Linked DNA regions of Sus scrofa: region 1 is linked to region 2. A link is a contact called in public Hi-C data. All regions are on one chromosome and are shown on one strand. The core of a region is the stretch at or near the end of the contact, and the rest is flanking DNA. Distances in the headings are between cores, read along the strand shown.

What was found. A called contact is a pair of places that touch in the nucleus more often than the background predicts.
Region 1: a Hi-C map of subcutaneous adipose tissue shows a contact between it and region 2, with 4 times the contacts expected there. The contact joins two enhancer-like sites. A contact is called at or near these places in 1 of 5 promoter capture datasets (liver), 18 of 47 Hi-C or Micro-C datasets (alveolar macrophages, brain, embryonic fibroblasts and 11 more) and 1 of 2 datasets of contacts at active chromatin or transcription factors (skeletal muscle).

The regions. Positions count from the first base shown.
Region 1 is chr13:131,301,618-131,307,343 of Sscrofa11.1, forward strand. No RefSeq gene overlaps it. Among named protein-coding and RNA genes, the nearest start is that of CPN2, 33 kb to the right of the region's middle. Within about 2 kb of position 3,489, at least 26 of the 83 cell types and tissues checked have an H3K27ac peak or open chromatin away from gene starts, as enhancers often do. A contact at or near this core is called in liver, mesenteric adipose tissue, retroperitoneal adipose tissue and 1 more, where this site is marked.
Region 2 is chr13:131,261,000-131,266,091 of Sscrofa11.1, forward strand. LOC110256390 (a long non-coding RNA gene) reads right to left here and starts at 4,745. Exons shown (of 4, transcript XR_002337828.1): 1 at 4,194-4,745. Within about 2 kb of position 1,567, at least 27 of the 83 cell types and tissues checked have an H3K27ac peak or open chromatin away from gene starts, as enhancers often do. A contact at or near this core is called in liver, mesenteric adipose tissue, retroperitoneal adipose tissue and 1 more, where this site is marked.

The DNA.
Region 1 (5,726 bases), core at 2,239-4,738, 43 kb after region 2:
GGCCCCTTTCCTGACTTTTTTTTAAATATAAATTTTAAAATGTGACTTTGAGATGAAAGCAAGAATGCCAAAAGGAGGCCGATGCTTTCTTGTGTTCAATTACAGCCCTGGGGAGTACCCCACACAAGGAACTGCTCAGAGCTCCAGCCAAGATGAAATCTGCTTTTCCAATAAGCACTTCAAACAGAGAGGATGTTTTTGGCTCGATTCGGCAACTGGGGAGCCAACAGTTAATAGGGCTGGGCACTGAGGCAGGGCTCCCCGCCATCAGGGGAAATCTGAGGCTGCCTTTCACAGCGGCTGCCGCTGCAACTGAAGTTACAAGGCACTTGTCTGGCTCCCCCAGACGAGCAGCACAGACTCCACCCCTGGACCTCATTGAACAGGTCTTCTCAGAGGAAAGATTTCACTACCCCAGTTAATTACTCTCCATAGAAATTTTCTTCATTTTTTTTTCAGACTTAACTCCTTTGTAATTAGTTCTAGGCATAGAATTTTGTTGATCTGAACATGGGCCACACTAGAAATATTGATGATGATGAAATGAGGATACTGATGGTTATGGTATAATGGGCAGATAGGTGAATGGGTGGATGGATAAGATGGGTGGGCAGATGGATGGATGAATGTACAGGATGGATGGATGGAAGGGATGGATGTTTTAGACGGATGGATGGAATGGGACGGGATGGGATGGTTAGGTGGATGGATGGAAACACAGGTTGGCTGGTGGTAGAGGTGGAGACAGCTTAGAGGAAGCTTTAGCAGCTCCATTTCATAAACCTGGAAGCCAAAGCTCCTAAGCAAATGAGGTGGCCAAGTTCACCACCGTTGAACATGATCTAAAATCCAAGTCTTCTGAGCTATGCTCATCTCATGACAATCAGCCTATTGCTCCAATAACCTGGGTCATACCTTGACTAGATGACATCAGCCCTGTGCCGACAGATCCTTCCAGACCTACTCATGGTCCTGAGTGCATTTTGCCTATTTTAATTACTAAGTATTAGCCAGTTTGCAAGTCACAAAGAGAACCGTCATTAGGACTCTTTTAATTCCAACTTCATTCTTGAACTCCTCGAGTCATGCCTAGATTTGGGCAAATATTTCCCATCCTGTCAGGTAAAAGTCTTTGGCATGGAGAAGAAGTGCCAGGGTGCAGAACAAGGATTTCCAAATTTAGGTGCGTATAAAAGACAAGTTTAAATACCTATGTATTCCCAGACCCTATTCCCAGTGGGTCCGAATGAGCAGGTCTGAAATAGGTACGGGTAGTGCAAGAACAATAGCAAAACCATTATCTCTTTGAAATCTTGGTTCAAATGTCACTTTCGTGGTAAGGCTTGTCTTGACCATTACATTAAAAATCACAACCTACCTACCACCTCCCTACTCCTCACCCCCGATCCTGCTCTCCTCGTTCTCACAGCATTTTCACCTTCTGTTACACATACCACTGCTAAGGACTGGATGTTTGTGTCTCCCCCAAATTCATATGCTGGGGCCCTAACCCCTTGTGTGATGGTATCTAGAGGCAAGGCCTTTGGGAGGTAATTAAGGTAAATGAGGTCATGAGGTGGAGCCCCCATGATGGGATTAGTGCCCTTAAGGAGAAAGAGGCCAGTGCTCTCTTGTCACCATGTGAGGACATGGCAAGAAGGTGGCCATCTGCAAACCATGAAGAGGGCCCTCAACAGATACCAACTGGCACACCTTGACCTTGGACTTCTCAGCCTCTAGAACAGTGAGAAATAAATGATTTAGGGCCGCACTTGCAGCATATGGAGGTCCCAAGGCTAGGGGTCGAATCAGAGCTGTAGCTGCCAGCCTACGCCACAGCCACAGCAACAAGATCCAAGCTACGGCTCACGGCAACGCTGGATCCTTAACCCACTGAGCGAGGATAGGGATCGAACCTGTGTCCTCGTGGATGCTAGTCAGTTTCATTTCCGCTGAACCATGACCAGAACTCCAATAAATGTTTTTTATTTTTTAATTAAGCCACCCAATAAATGGCATTTTGTTAGAGCAGTCCAAGCTGACTAAGACACCTATTATGACTGACTTGTTTCTTATGCTTGTCTTGTTCTCCCCAATCAGGGAAGCTCGATGAAGGCAGGACCTGCCTTGTTCACTGCTGACTCCCACGGGCTTGAAACAGCTTGGGTTGGTAATATCTGCTTAAAAGGACAGACTGAATGAGGATGTGGTTCTAATGCAGTGACCCATGTGAGAGGAAACACAAGTGTTGGTATTAGCCAGATAAGAGATTGGACCCCAACCTAAATGTCCATTGACATTTCAATGGATTAAGAAGATGTGGTATATATACACAATGGAATATTACTCAGCCATAAAAAAGAACAAAATAATGCCATTTGCAGCAACATGGATGGAACTAGAGACTCTCATGAGTGAGGTAAGTCAGAAAGAGAAAGACAAATACATTATGATATCAATTATATATGGAATCTAATATACCGCACAAATGAACCTTTCCACAGAAAAGAAACTCATGGACTTGAAGAACAGACTTGTGGTTGCCAAGGGGGAGGGGGAGGGAGTGGAATGGACTGGGAATTTGGGGTTAATAGATGCAAACTATTGCCTTTGTAATGGATAAGCAATGAGATCCTGCTGTATAGCACTGGGAACTATATCTAGTCACTTATGATGGAGCATGATAATGTGAGAAAAAAAGAGTGTATATATCTATGTGTGACTGGGTCACCTTGCTGTACAGTAAAAAACTGACAGAATACTATAAACCAGCTATAATGAAAAAAATGGAAATCATTTTTTAAAAATAAAAAATAAAAATAAAAGGACAGACTGAATGAGGATGAGGTTCTAATGCAGTAACCCAGGTGAGAGGAAAAGCATGAGTGTTGCTATTCGCCAGACGAGAGGTTGGATCCCAACTCTGCTCACTTCTATGTGACTTCAGACACTTTAGACTCAGCTTTCTTTGAGCATCAGCTTTCTCATCTGTGACATGGAGGCAGTACCTCCTTCCTAGTGACGCCACATGAAGATCCAGTACAGATTCGGCACAGAGCACTGCTCCCCCAGCCTCATTCTTTCCTCCTTCCCTGTCATCTGGGTAGCATTTTGCATTCAGTGGCCTCAGAGCAGAAAACGTGCCTGAAGCCTCCCAAATGGGGTAGAAGTGCATTCTGCTTCTCATCAGGTGGAGAGAGGCAGGGAGGACAAGGTAACAGGCCACCCGGCAGGGACAGGGGTAAGTCATTCCGCTGGCTCCCTCTGCAACTCAGAGGACACACCCTCCCTCCCTCCATCCCTCCAACCCTTCCACCAGCAGGCATGAACATGAGCTTTCTGAGAGTAAACAGACAATAAATCACTAGCTGGGCTCCCCACCACACCCCCCCCACCCGCCCCCAAAAGCAGCATCATTCAAGACCTCAGGCGGAGAGGGCACGTGCTTGGAGTCTGCAATGTGGAAGCGAGCATTCCTCAGGAAACAGCCCAGCCAGTTTCCCTGGGGCCTTTGGAGTAAGTCCCAGGGACCCTGCCAGCCCCACCTGGAGGGACTTAAACTACAGCACAGGGCTTCGGGCAAGGTGGGAACAGGATTTCCTGATGGTGAGCCTGGAATAGGCGACTGAGGTTACAGACAGAATCTTTTTTCTCTGGGTTTTATGAAACTGATAGGAATTGGAGGCAGAGACCCAGAAAACAGGAAACGTCTACACACACACACACACACACACACACACACACACACACACACACACAGATACATGTTACATAACCCAAAGAGAGGGAAAGAGGCACTCCCAGTGGAGTAGGGTCAGAGTCTCTGTCAACACGGAAAACAGAACTGTGGCGGGGACACGTCAAAGTCCTGAACCTATGTCCCACTCTACTCTGGTCACTCTTCTGCTAACTGCCCAGTGGCTCTGGGTCCTCCCTCCTGCCCTGCCCTAATTTCTTACCCACACGACAAGAGTTCGAATCCCCTTGCTCCTCCTCAAGCATCTGCTTCCTAAGTCCCTGACTTCCCACTGGGCTCTGGCCAGATGCACTGCCAAGGCAACTGGGAAACTGGCCCAAACACTCGGCTCCCTGGATCCCCTTGGCTGCCACCCACCTGCCAGACTCTCTGAGATCCAATCTGGGGCTCAGCCCTTTACTTTCAGAAGCTATGCTGGAAGGTGCCTGATCCGTCCTGATCTGCTACACCTCTTCCCTGGCCTTCAGTCCCCTGAGGGGGCCCATACCAGGCAGGTGAACTCCTCTCTGAGCCCTAGGGTGGCTGTTTCCAGCCAGCATCCTGCTGTGTCTGCTGCTCCAGGGTCAGGCTGAACCTTGGAAGGATAGCTGCCTCTGGCAAGGGGTCTGCTCATCTGGATTCTAAGAGAGACTAATATTCGCCAAATTAAGCCAACTGGCTCCCCTTGGAACCCAGCCATCACACCTTCAACGCTGCCTAAGCGTGTCCAACCTGGCACCCAGCAGCAGTTCTGACGGATTCATTTGAGACGGGCTCTGTTGAGAACCAGCTATGTAACCTTGAGCAAGTCCCTTCCCTCGTTTTCCCCATCTAGGCTGGCCTGGATCACTGCCACCTGCCCACTGTTGACCATCTGTGTCTCTCTCTTCTTCTGTGGCTGCAGGGAATGCCCACCCCACATGGTCAGGAGGGGCAGGGTTGTGAAATGGAAGAACTAGGAACAGACACTCAGGGTCAAGGTCAGAGCAGGAATGAAGCCTGCTTCCTGCTTCTCAGAATGACCTCCTCTCTTCCTCTTGGAGGTGTGAGCTGCCGAAGTCAGAAGGGTCACCAGGCATCATCCAGACCAGAGGTGTTCATGCTGATTTTACCCACAAAGCCTTTCTCCAGATGAAATCTCACACAGCAGCCCAGAAGATCAAACACAGTGGAGGGGAGCAAAAGCAGTGGTGAAATGGAGCATTTATAATAAAGGCAACTCTAACGGCGCATTTATGATAAAGGCAGCTCTGGCATCCTGGCTGGGAAAAGCAACTCCAGGGATGTGCTCAGCTGATGCAGAAAGCTAGATAGTAGAGTATGACCGAATCTGACCAGGCTCTCTCCTCTAGAATAAATCCCCACCCCTGCCTAAAAAAAGTTAAAAAATTTTTTTTAAATTAAAAAAAAAAAACAAGAGTTCCCGTCGTGGCGCAGTGGTTAACGAATCCGACTAGGAACCTTGGGGTTGCGGGTTCCATCCCTGGCCTTGCTCAGCGGGTTAAGCATCTGGCGTTGCCATGAGCTGTGGTGTTGGTTGCAGATGCGGCTCGGATGATACCGCATTGCTGTGGCTCTGGCATAGGCCGGTGGCTACGGCTCCGATTCGACCCCTAGCCTGGGAACCTCCATATGCCACGGGAAGAGGCCCTAGAAAAAGGCAAAAAGACCAAAAAAAAAAAAAAAAAACCAAACTTATCAACAACCAGAACTCACCATAACTCATCTGCATCAACATAATGTTCCTTACAAATATCACTGGCTTATCATATTAAACCTAGGCAATCTCTGGCGGCATCTCTTCCACTTCTACGTATGAAAACACATCACCTTGGAATACCTGATACAACTCAGATAAAAGAGAAAAGGAGCAGGCAGCAGGGCAGGAACTGAGCCATGGACAGCTAAGGAGAAGAGAAACTCAGAAAGAAAAAGAAAGGTAAGAGTTGGTTCCTGCAGCTGACCAAGCAGATTGGAGGATCTGGGCTGG
Region 2 (5,092 bases), core at 317-2,816:
CCTCTGACAGACCCCCTTGCTTCATGTGGGCCCACCTCCCTGCCACCTGCGCTCTTTCCCAGTGAGAGCCTCCAGCACATGGCTTCCCTCCGCCCCAGGTGGACTGGGAACGGGGCCACGCACCCAGATGATAGCCCACCCGGGCTCTGACCCCATGCCCTTGAGGAATTTAGCTTCACGGAGAATCAGCTTCCCCTTCACAAGTGGAAACTGGAGAGTGAGAATATTTTCAGAGTGTTCCATGTTTATTTTCCCACGTTTCAAGGGCGGCGACATAGGAAACGGGGTCAGACTTGTTCTCTCTAGCTCCAGAGGTCAGGACAAGCATTCTACGGAGGCAGAATTCAGTTTAAATAGGGGAAAATGAAACCCCCGAACAGGCCATCCCCTAAGTAGTGAGCACCCTGTTGCTAGACTTTAAGCTCTGCGAGGGTCGCTGTCTGTCTTCATTCCTGCCAGAGGACCAAACCAGCACGGTGCCTGCCTAAGAGTAAAGGCTCCAAATCTTTGTGGAAGAGAGGAGTGAAGGCGGATAGAAAAAACAGGGAGGGGTCTTCCCACTGCCTCTCAATAGTAACGAACCTGACTAGGAACCATGAGGCTGCGGGTTCGATCCCTAGCCTTGCTCAGCGGGTTAAGGATCCGGCATTGCCGTGAGCTGTGGTATAGGTCACAGATGCAGCTTGGATCCCACGTTGCTATGGCTCTGGTGTAGGCCGGCAGCTGCAGCTTCGATTTGACCCTTAACCTGGGAACGTCCCTGTGCCATGGTGCAGCCCTAAAAAGAAAAAAAAAAAAAAAAAAAAAAAAACCCAGGAGGGAAAGAGAGGTGGAAAGAAGGAAGAAGAGAGAAAAAGACGAAAGGAGAAAAAGGGGAAAGGATCATCTTCGAGAAGATTCCTCCTTTAGGAGAGAGTTTGGACAAGCTGACTGCAATTGTCTTTTGGACTCAATGATTACAAGACAAGGATTTTAAGCACCCACTCCAAGGGGACACATCAACTCCAAAACCAGGCCGAGCAATTCTCTTGTGACACTGTGTTCATAGGCACAGGCCTTGCCACCCGAGCACTCTGTGGTCTACAACGCCCCCAAGACAGACACAAACACACACACACACACACACACACACACACACACACACACACACACACACACAAGTTGTCCCTCACTTCTACAGAATCCTGAAAAACACAGAGTCTGCATTTGAAAGACGTAGAGCCAGAGGTTCAAAGACGGCATGTGACTTGTCTGAGCTGAGACTTAGCCTCAGGTCTCCTGACCCTGAGTCCAGTAATAAGCAGGCTAGTCTGCCTTCCTGCCTGCCAAAGAGCTGTCTGCCCCTGAAGACAGCTATCATGGTCTCACACGAAACTGAAGCACCAGAGGTTGCCCTATCCTTTGAAAAAATGTAGAGGAAACAGATCTTCCTAAAAACAACAACAACAACAAAAAAAAAAACACTTCCCTTTCCCGGCCTGGCTCCCAGCAGGATAAGGCTTGGGCACGACCACTAATTGCAGTAACCGGCAGAGGATCTGGGACTCTTTCCAGAGGCAAGTTTACTTTCTAGGGCCAGCTCTCCAGAGCACTGGTTGGAAAGATGTGTTCTTTTCCAAAGGTCTGACTAGCTGGAGATTAGGCGGGTCATTTGCCTGTCTTCTGTCCCTCTGTGTTCCTCTCTCACAGGGGGCTGACCCCTGTCGGCCACATTCCCCACCAAGACTGGTTTCTACCCTCGGCTCCCCACCGCCCCCGCCCCCGGGGGGAAGGACAGAGGGTAGAAACCAGCCTTTCTCTCTGTCTCTCCCTTTATCTGGAGCATCACCTCTGGGGTCCCAATTCCTGCCAGGGGACTTCTGCCAGGGTTCCAGCTCTCTCTGAGTTCTGGAAACACAACCTCTTCTCTGCCCTTCCAGCAGGAATGGGGCCATTTTCTTGTGGCTGCTACTCTCAAGGCTGCCTTTCACCCAAGTCTGCCCTTTCCTCTCTTCCAAGGTCTTCACAGCTAGCTTCCCTCTGCTGAGGTTTCCGGAATGGGCTATGTCTCCCCCCTGGACTCTGACTGACTCCATGTCAGTGTGGGTGGGTTGAGACCCAGCGCAGAGAGGGTTAAATGGATGGCAATATGGGACTCTCTCTAAGGACCACCTTAAAGAGAGTCAGGTAGTACCTGAGGAAGTACCAAGAGAGTCAGGTAGGCAGGCCAGGAGGCTCCTGAGGAAGCTACCTGTGTATGAGGAGGCAGGCCAGGGCCACCCTGGCTCTGCATGGGAACCAGAGGACCTGGAGTCAGCCCACTGTCCCATCGCAGGCCCCTTCCCCTCTCACAAGGCCCCACCTGCCCAGCATCCCTCAGTGCTAGGACACAATCAGTGCTTCTCACACATGTGGGCCAGACGGCAGGACTCAGCCTCTCAGAGCTCTGAGCAAGCCAAGATTCTAGGTCCAGAAGCTTCTAGGTCACCTCCATCGAAGCGGAAAGAAGGGCTCCCTCAGCACCATCAGCAAAGAAAGCAGGTGTCTTTCCTCCCCACTCCCAAACTCATGGCATCTGGGACTCAAAAAGAAGAGTCACAGTCTCTTCCTGCCCCCACCTCACCCCCAAGGCCCCTCACTCTCCTAGGCTGAGGTCTAATCGGGACTTTTAAGAGTCCCGCCTAGGCAGAGACCCAAGGGGAGGCTGTGTTCTCTGAAACTATTATTCATGAGCACAGATATATCATGTAGAAAGGGAGAAAGCTGAGACTCACCTTTAGATTTAGGTGGACCTACTACATGCTTGCCACGGAGATAAGTACTTACACGTAGTCTGTGTCATTTCATCAATCGATAAAAGGGGAGAATAAGACCCCCCCCCAAAATGCATCAGCCTCTGTTCAATGTATCTTTACTGGGTACCTGCCAGGTACTAGGCATTCTGCAAGGATGATTTGACTACAGTTCCTTCCTTCTAGTCAAGAACCTGAGGTCTGGAATCAGCTAGACCCACCTGGGTTTGAATCCAGACTCCAGCAGTTAGTATTTATGTGACCTTGAGCAAGTGACGTGTGCCCCGAGCCTCAGATTCTGCATCTATGAAAAGGATATAATGATAAGAGTCTAGTCTCATTAAGGTGTTGAAGGATTCAGGTAGGTTAACAAGCTTAGCGAGTGCCCAGCACCTGGTAAACACTCTTCAACGAGTGGTAACTTTTTTTTTTAATTAGTAAGTCTAGGATGCATGGCAGCATCCAGGGGTGAAAAGCATTTTCGAAGGCTGCCCAGAGCCTTCTGACTCCAGAATTGGAAGAAAAATGGCTGTTGCTTTCTCCGTCTCACCTCAGACGCATCCCACACACCCTCAGCTCCCCCTGGCAGCCTCGCCGCCACCCTTCTGAGCTGCCGGATGTCCGCTGAGGTCCAAGGTTTGGAGAGTTTCCGGGACTGGCGGGGTCACACTGCAGCTGGGCGGTGCCTGGCAGCCCCACCCTTCCTGGCAGCCAGGCCTCCTCCTGGGTCCCTGAAAGCCTGCCAATGGGGGGTGGGGAGCAGAGGGAGAGGAAGGTCCAGCTCAGACATTTGCCCTGAGGGAAGCCTGCAGGGAGGCTGGGGTTACGGGGGAAGGAGGAGAGGGGGCAGAGCAGACTCACACCCTTGTCCAGCCACACAGAGAATCCAGACTCTGGAAGTGCCAAGTGCTCCTCCTAGTGGAGAAGGGATGAGGCAAGATCCCATTCAGCTGCCTCTCCCCCCCCTCCCCCATTACCTAACCCAAAAAACGGGGTGCCTTCACCAGGCCCATCAGACGGCACTTTCAGTCCCATTCTACAGCTCCTCACAGCTGAAAAAGCCCCTTTGCATCCAATTCCCGTAACATGGTGATTTTTTTTCAGGGGGCACATTTGTAACACCCCATTTCACAGATGAGAACACTGAGTCCATTCCTGCAGTCTTTGGCAGAACTGGGACTAGAACCCAGGTCTTTTCATTCTCCCTTCCACAGGCTTTTGTCAGTGCACTGGCCTCCAAGAGGGAGATACCCTCCTTGTCCATAGCCCACCCCTTCCACCCCCACTCCTCATACAAGCATCGTGCCATCTTGAAAACAGCACTGGTTCTTTTCTTGGCTCTCAGTCACAAGAACCTCAGCGCCCAGTGGTAGCCTGATTAAAGCCACTCCTTTGCTGCAAGCTCGTCCTACGTTTTCATACCTGCGCATCTCAGTGTCAGCCTTCCCTTCCACCAGCAGGCCTATCCGACGGCTCTCCCAGAGAAAAAGGCTTTCTGCTCACTGTGGTCAGATCCAGGGCACAGCAGGTCTCCTGGGGATCCACCACACACAAGCTGTGCTGAGCACTCCCAGCACAAAGACAGAGCAGTGGGGGCAGTGGAGAGGGACCCCGGCCTGGTCCACCCTGTGCCCCCTGCCCTGGAAGAGACAGGCTGGAGAGAAGGCCCACTCTGGAGGAGGAGACGACCTCTGCCCTGCCTTCTTCCCTGAAAACAAAGTCCCTCCTCAGAAGGAGCTCTCCAGAGGCACCCCTGCCCCGACTGGGAACGCAACCACATGGGTCCTTGGGACCCACAGTTCCCAGGGACAGCCCCAGAGGTCTGGCTTGGAGACCCAGCCACTAGCGAGTCTCCTACAGAACAGAGCTGGAGAGGTGGCCCGGGTCCCCATCCTGGAGGGAAGGTCTCCTGGGACTGGAAGCTGGTTCTCCCCCAGCTCCGGGAGTGGGGTGGCTTACTCGCTGCGGATCCTGTCATGGGACAGAGCTGGGCCTGGGCTCAAGGACAGGCCAGGCAGACAGAGAACTGTGTTTTCCGGGAAGGCAGCCAGCCCTCGTGCCCTCAGGCTTCCGGGCATTGAGGAGAGCAGCAGAGCAGGCTCCTGCCACCACCCCAGTCGCCCCACACAGCCCGGCCCGTCTCTGAGCCAGAGCACTGCAGCAGGAGGTCCTCTGCCACCCAGCCCTTCCCCCGGCCACTGCTTTGTGAACTAAAGGGCGCTGCACTGAGGGGAGGACAAGCATGACCTGAGGCCTCAGCCCCACCCCATGCCCAAGTCCTTGGGTGTCTCCTCGTGAGCAAACCGGAGCTCCCCTGCTTC